Linked DNA regions of Mus musculus: region 1 is linked to region 2. The links are chromatin contacts, called in public promoter capture Hi-C maps. All regions are on one chromosome and are shown on one strand. The core of a region is the stretch at or near the end of the contact, and the rest is flanking DNA. Distances in the headings are between cores, read along the strand shown. Region 1 overlaps Tenm2 (teneurin transmembrane protein 2). Region 2 overlaps Tenm2 (teneurin transmembrane protein 2).

Region 1 (3,161 bases), core at 136-2,635, 130 kb before region 2:
CTTTGCCACTTTGTTTTTTTTTTTTTTTTTTAAAAAATGGAGCCTCCTTTTAAAATAGTCGAGGAAGGTAGGAAGATGCAGTGTAAGTCCATGGCAAATAGTGCCTCAAAAACTCTGCCCCAGGACTCCAGAAAGCCACCAGTCATCACATTTGGAGGGAAACCAGGGAGAATTTAGGTGTGTGCGTTACAAAAAGCTTCTTCCCTAAGACCTTTCCTTCAAACACTATGTCTCCCTTTTATTGTGCCTTTCTTTCTAAAAAACTAAGGGAGAAAAATCACCTTTTAAACTTGAGCCAAGAAACACTATTTTTGCAAGTGCTAATATTTTAGGGTGGGTTCCTCTTTTTTTTTTTTTTTTTTAAGACAATTATCAAGACGAAGCATTTGTTTCTTCTTTTGTTTACCCGTGGCAGTTTGTCAGCAGTTATGGTAAGTAGACTTCCATCTGCCAGTAAAACTACATTGCAAATTGCCGTAGAAATTAGCAGCTTTCATTTTTGCCTACATAAATAAATATGCGAAATAAATTGCACACAAATGCATCCTTTAAAAAAAAAATCACAGGTACACACCGCACAGTTAAATGCCAATCAGACAAAACCAGAGACACACTGCGATTATCTCAGTTTTCAAACCTGGAAGATACACGGATGTGTTTCTAAATGAGAGAGGCCGCGGATCATGCTCGCTGAGATAAAAACAGAAGCTGCCAGACACCGCACTGTGGCTTTATTCTCAGAGTCCCCTGCCTGAAACCCCGCTCTATCTTTTCTCCGTGTGTGTATGTGCTCTCTCTCTCTCTCTCTCTCTCTCTCTCTCTCTCTCTCTCTCTCTCTCTCTCTCTCTCTCTCTCTCTCTCCTGTCTCTCCCTCTGCTCTCCCTCTCTCTCCCTCCCTCTCCCTCCATCTCTCCCTCTCCTCGCTGTCTTCCCTTGCTCATTGTTCTCTCTCCCCCTGCCTTTGATGCACATACGTTGTCACATTCCATCGACTCCTCTCTTCTCTGTTCTTACACTCAAGCCTGGCGGTGCTTTCGCCAGGCAGCAAGCAGCAGCGTCTCCTGCGAGTTTTAGTCATGTGTGCAGCTCAGCTTGATCGAGCGTTCCTTTTCTGCCTTTTCACTCTTACAAAAGATTAAAAGGTGGCGTCACATTGCTCCCCTGTTCCTTCCTGCAGGAGGGACTTAAAAGGGACAACAAAAACTAATCACTCTCAATAAGTATTTTTCTTGCTGGCAAAAAAATAAATAATAATAAAGAAAGGAAAGGAAAGAAAAAAGAAAAAAATAAATAGAAAGGAAAGAAGGCAGAGAAGGGGAAAGGCGAGGGGGTGGACTTAGCGGTGGTGTAATTTGAGCCCGTGGTGAGGATTGGAGCGAGCTAGCGATGCTGCACACTGCTAACAAGGGAAGGAAGCCTTCAGCTGAGGCAGGTAAGAGCGCCGAGCCGATCGGAGGGTTTGACCGAGTGGCTTAGTTAAATTTCTGTTTTCACCGGTTTTATAATTGAGAAAGGCATCTGCAGCAGAAGCCGATTTTTCAGTCGGCTTCCTTTTGTTTAACATAGAAAGTACCTGTATTAATTTTGATGAATTAGAGCATGCAGCAAATTCAATTGAAAATAGATTTGTATAGTAAATGCATTTATATGGAATGATTTTTTTCCTCCCTTTTATTTAAGGGGAGAGATGAGAAATATGATTTTGATCAGAATAGCACTTTGCATTACGTTAAATTCTAAACAGCTAAGGGAAGGGGGAAACATAATTCAATTGATACTGTTTTTGAACTCCAGGACTTAAGCCCTGGGAAGACAGATGGTATTTGAAATTTTTTCCTCTTTCTGAACTTCTGATGCGTTATAATAATTTCTCACCGGAGGTATCGGCAAAGGGCAGAGTTTATTTAAGTCTGGCTGCTTGGGTGTGTTTGGCTTGGCTCTTGTGGGTGAGGCGCATCTCGAATCTCCTGAACCTGAGGCAGGTTGACGGTTTCTAAATGGAGACTAAGTGTTGTCCCAAATGAAATATGAACTTAAAACATCAGGTGAGGGCACGCCTTAGAGAGGCATCCAGTAAATAATTAGGAGAACCGAGTTATGACAGTTTGGAGGGGGAGTTAACTCTGGAAGTGCTGTTGGATAAAGCTTTCTGGATTCGAGACCCCCTTAATGGCAGAGGGGGCTAATTAGAGACTCAAGTGGGAACTTTGATTTAAGCCCCCAAATCTAGGATACCTGTAGTGCTCTTCTAGAGGTAGCTTTAGGTGGACATTCCTTTTGTGCGCTATGAATGGGAACTCTGGATTGTATCTGGTGGCATTTCTCCTTTGACAAGCTCGGGGATGACGCTTTAAAGGGCTCGTATCTATTTTCACGGTGAACAAACAGAGACTATGCTCTATCCTTGAATCATCTCTCAGCACAGGGTGTTTGTGGCCGCAGATGTTGTTTTTAAAGTTTGGGCTATTTGCTGTTAATCTCACTTTTGGTGGATTTTGTTTTCATTGCCTCTGCTGTTAAAAAAAAAAAAAAAATGAAATTGTGACCGGCATGAATGAACTGATATTTGAGAATGGAGAAATATAATACAAATAAGCCAACTTTTGAAATTAAGCGTGACCAGAAATCTGAGTCCTATCCAGGTTTTTGACAAGCGTTACCCGACGTATTTAAGTTGGTTTTTAAATTACCTTGGTGGGCATAGGGGAAGTTCCTTACAAGTGTGCTGTTTGATTAAAGAGAATGCTTCCTGGGAAGGGAATATGGAAAGGTGATGGCCGTGCCTCTAGGCTTGGCCCTAGGAAAAACTGCCCTTCTATGGCTCTGTGGAGTTCAGTGAGCACAGAAAGATAGTATTTCACACATTTGTGTCGTGATAGAATGTTTTCTTGCTTAGTTTCCAAACTGGACTGGCTGTTTAACACCTCTATCTGGAGTATCTTGTGTTGCCAGACCCACCTAATGGCATCTTGTACATGCAGCTCATGGATTCAGCCTTGAGAGGGCATGGGGACAGGCTCGGTACTGGGCAAGGAGGAACAAGTGGAAAGTGGCTCTGGTCAGACAACGTCTGGACAACATCCAGAGTTTATCCCGGGTAGGAGTTTCCTGGGAAGGTCCCGGTACAGGTGCAGGCAAACGGAATTATTTTCTGTGGATTG
Region 2 (2,795 bases), core at 28-2,527:
TCTGTCCCACATCCTCTGTGTATGTATCCCTGCTCACACTGACTTGACAGTCCTTCCACAGAATCAGGATGGTTCCCCATCAGCTTTAGCCACTCTTCTATTTCTGTTCCAGAATATGTGTATCCACAGCCTTCCAAAAATAATCTCGTACTTCCCAAGATCGATTGTACATCTCTGCCTGCAAGCCCCTGACAGTGTCAATGGACCAGTGCCCTACATGTCATCTGATGGGTGTTTGCTTACAGAGAAAGGCTTCCAGAATGTTCTTCTTCTATGTGTGTCTGTGGGTGTGTGTAGTTTTGTGTATGTGCTTACTATGAGTGTGCACACACATATACACTCTCAGATGCGTGATGGCCAGGGTGTGCCTGTAGAAATTGGAGACCAACCTTTGGTGTCAGTTTTCACTGCCTGCCTTGACTGAAACAGGCTCTCTCTTGTTCATTGCTGAATATGGCAGCCTAGCGGGCCCATGAGCTTCTGGGGTTTCTCCGGTTTCCAGCTCCTACCGTGGACCTATGGGGTGGGGGTAGGGGGGGAATGCTAGTATTACAGATGTATCCACTACTGAGTCTCTCTCTCTCTCTCTCTCTCTCTCTCTCTCTCTCTCTCTCTCTCTCTCTCTCACACACACACACACACACACACACACACACACACACACATGGATCCTGGAAATTCGAATTGTTCAGGTTTTCCAGCATGAATAGCAATCTTTTGAGCCACTGAGCCATCTCACCAGGCCCAGAGATATTTTTGTAAAAGAATTAATAAATTACCTTTTTAAAAGTGTAAATCCTCAAAGCTGAGGATGAATCCCATGCTTAGCGATGTAAATCCGGAGGAAATGGTACACAAGACCGTCAGAGTTTGAGCTGTGATTAATGAAAACAAATGCATGTGTCTATGAAAATTTGACCTAAGTTTTTGAGATGTTTCAAATCAGAGATGGAAAATATGTCCAGTCTTTGAAATCGAAGCTCAAAGGGATTATCGGGGCGCAAACACTGGAATGTTGTGCTAAGTAGAATTTTAAGGTGTCTCCTCTAAACTCAAAGACACAGTAATCTTCTTTGTCCCTGGCTTTGCTTTCTGGGATTTTAATTTACCTAGAATGGGAAAATATCAAATGGCTACCATCTGAAAATAAGCAGTCCATAGGTTTTCACTGGTGAAATCGTGTACTGTTGTAAGTAGCATGGTGATACTGCAGGCTACCCTCTTTCTCACACCTAAGATTCGAGTCAGCCTTTTCCCGAGCTATCTACACATTAGCCACCTGTTAATCAGCCAGCAGCTGTGTCTGGGCCCAGCTGCCACCCTTGCACAGGCTTGTTCATGAGGCTGCTATCTGCAGGCTCACACCTCTACTGGGGATCTTGGAATTCATCCCCTCTCCGAGGTAAGGGGCAGGTCATTGTACATCAGCGGCATGTACAGTGACTAGCAAGCAGGGTGCTCAGTTGCTCGACATTGAAAAGAAAGGAGCGAGTTAAAAATAAAGAGGGAATCCCAGTCGTCTACTTATTTTACCTTATTTTGGCATCCAAGAATCATGTCTTGGAAACACACGCTCCATCTAGCTGCCTTCCTTTATAGATGATGCGAGCTAGGTTTTGCAGCATAAATATGCTGAGCAGGTCTCTCTGCTAGCAGAGATAGAAGCTGAACAATGCCCCGCTGATTATCTTTCTAAGAATTCTGAACCCTGCTGAGTTCATGGGGCAACATTCTTGTGCATGGCTTGCAGCTTAAGTGGGCTTCTGAATCCAGCATCCTTCAGCCAGTGGGATGAGAGAGCAGACAAGGAGTCAAGGGAAGTGTGTAGTGAGGATTTGTTTACAGCCACCCAAGCTGAGCTTTTGCTGAAGATGTTTGCCATTCAGCACAACCCTGCCCACGCCAATGCTGCTCCATGGTAGAAATTATCATTGTCTCAAATACACAAGTTTGAAAACCCAAGGCTTATGAGATTAACTAGCTTGGGAAAATCACATAGCCAGAAAAAAAAAAATGGGAGGTGCCTACCTGGGCAGAGTTAGCTCCGCCCAGCTCTGAACACACTACTTTTAAATGCAAGGAGGTGAGGACGGCTCCAGTTCTTCACAAACGGAGTAAGTGTGGAAACAGAACAGAATTTCCAAGACACTTCGTTTCTCTGAACAGATAGTACAGAAGTAGAGAGCACTTAGCCGAAAACATTTACAAAATTCCATCACGCCCTTGATGGAAAAATCAGATGAAACAGAAAGCACTCTCATAAAGTACTTTCTTAAGATAGTTTAAAAAATTGGAGTGTAAAGACAGAGGCCATGTGTGATGTATATTAAGATAGAATCTGTGAGAGCTGTAATTCTCTGGGTACTTACTCCGTGTTAGGAAAGGGACCAGCCAGTGTAGAAACACAGTCAGCTGAACAGCCAGCAGCACTTAGGGCTTCCATGTTTGAGTTGTGCCCCACACCACTCCACAAGGTACCATTCACAATAATTATAACAGGCACAAGTGGCTTCAACTGTGCAAAGGAGCAGTAGCCCTTATACCCAAGACTGACACTAGGTTCCTGCTCGCTGAAAATGTTGTGATCATAGAAAGAGAAAGAGCTATAAGAATATGTTCTGGTGGGGTGTGGGAGAAGAGGGTGCCCCAGCAGGCCCATGCCTAGGCATCCCTTCCCCCTGAGGGACTACACACACACACACACACACACACACACACACACACACACACACACACACTGGTATAGTAAGTTTATTTAGGACACGGGGAGGGGAGTTAAGAGGGTAGCAGAGGCA

The links. Capture Hi-C pulls out chosen DNA fragments and counts their contacts.
Region 1: a contact with region 2 is called in a promoter capture Hi-C map of pancreatic islet. The contact joins two enhancer-like sites. A contact is called at or near these places in 3 of 115 datasets of contacts at active chromatin or transcription factors (SST interneurons, a beta-TC-6 cell line and neural tube) and 1 of 9 other capture datasets (pancreatic islet).

The regions. Positions count from the first base shown.
Region 1 is chr11:36,675,740-36,678,900 of GRCm38.p6, reverse strand. All of the region lies in intron 2 of Tenm2 (teneurin transmembrane protein 2), which reads left to right. Among named protein-coding and RNA genes, the nearest start is that of Gm51889, 20 kb to the left of the region's middle. Within about 2 kb of position 1,385, at least 114 of the 459 cell types and tissues checked have an H3K27ac peak or open chromatin away from gene starts, as enhancers often do. A contact at or near this core is called in SST interneurons and pancreatic islet, where this site is marked.
Region 2 is chr11:36,548,488-36,551,282 of GRCm38.p6, reverse strand. All of the region lies in intron 2 of Tenm2 (teneurin transmembrane protein 2), which reads left to right. Among named protein-coding and RNA genes, the nearest start is that of Gm51889, 150 kb to the left of the region's middle. Within about 2 kb of position 1,277, at least 11 of the 459 cell types and tissues checked have an H3K27ac peak or open chromatin away from gene starts, as enhancers often do. A contact at or near this core is called in SST interneurons and pancreatic islet, where this site is marked.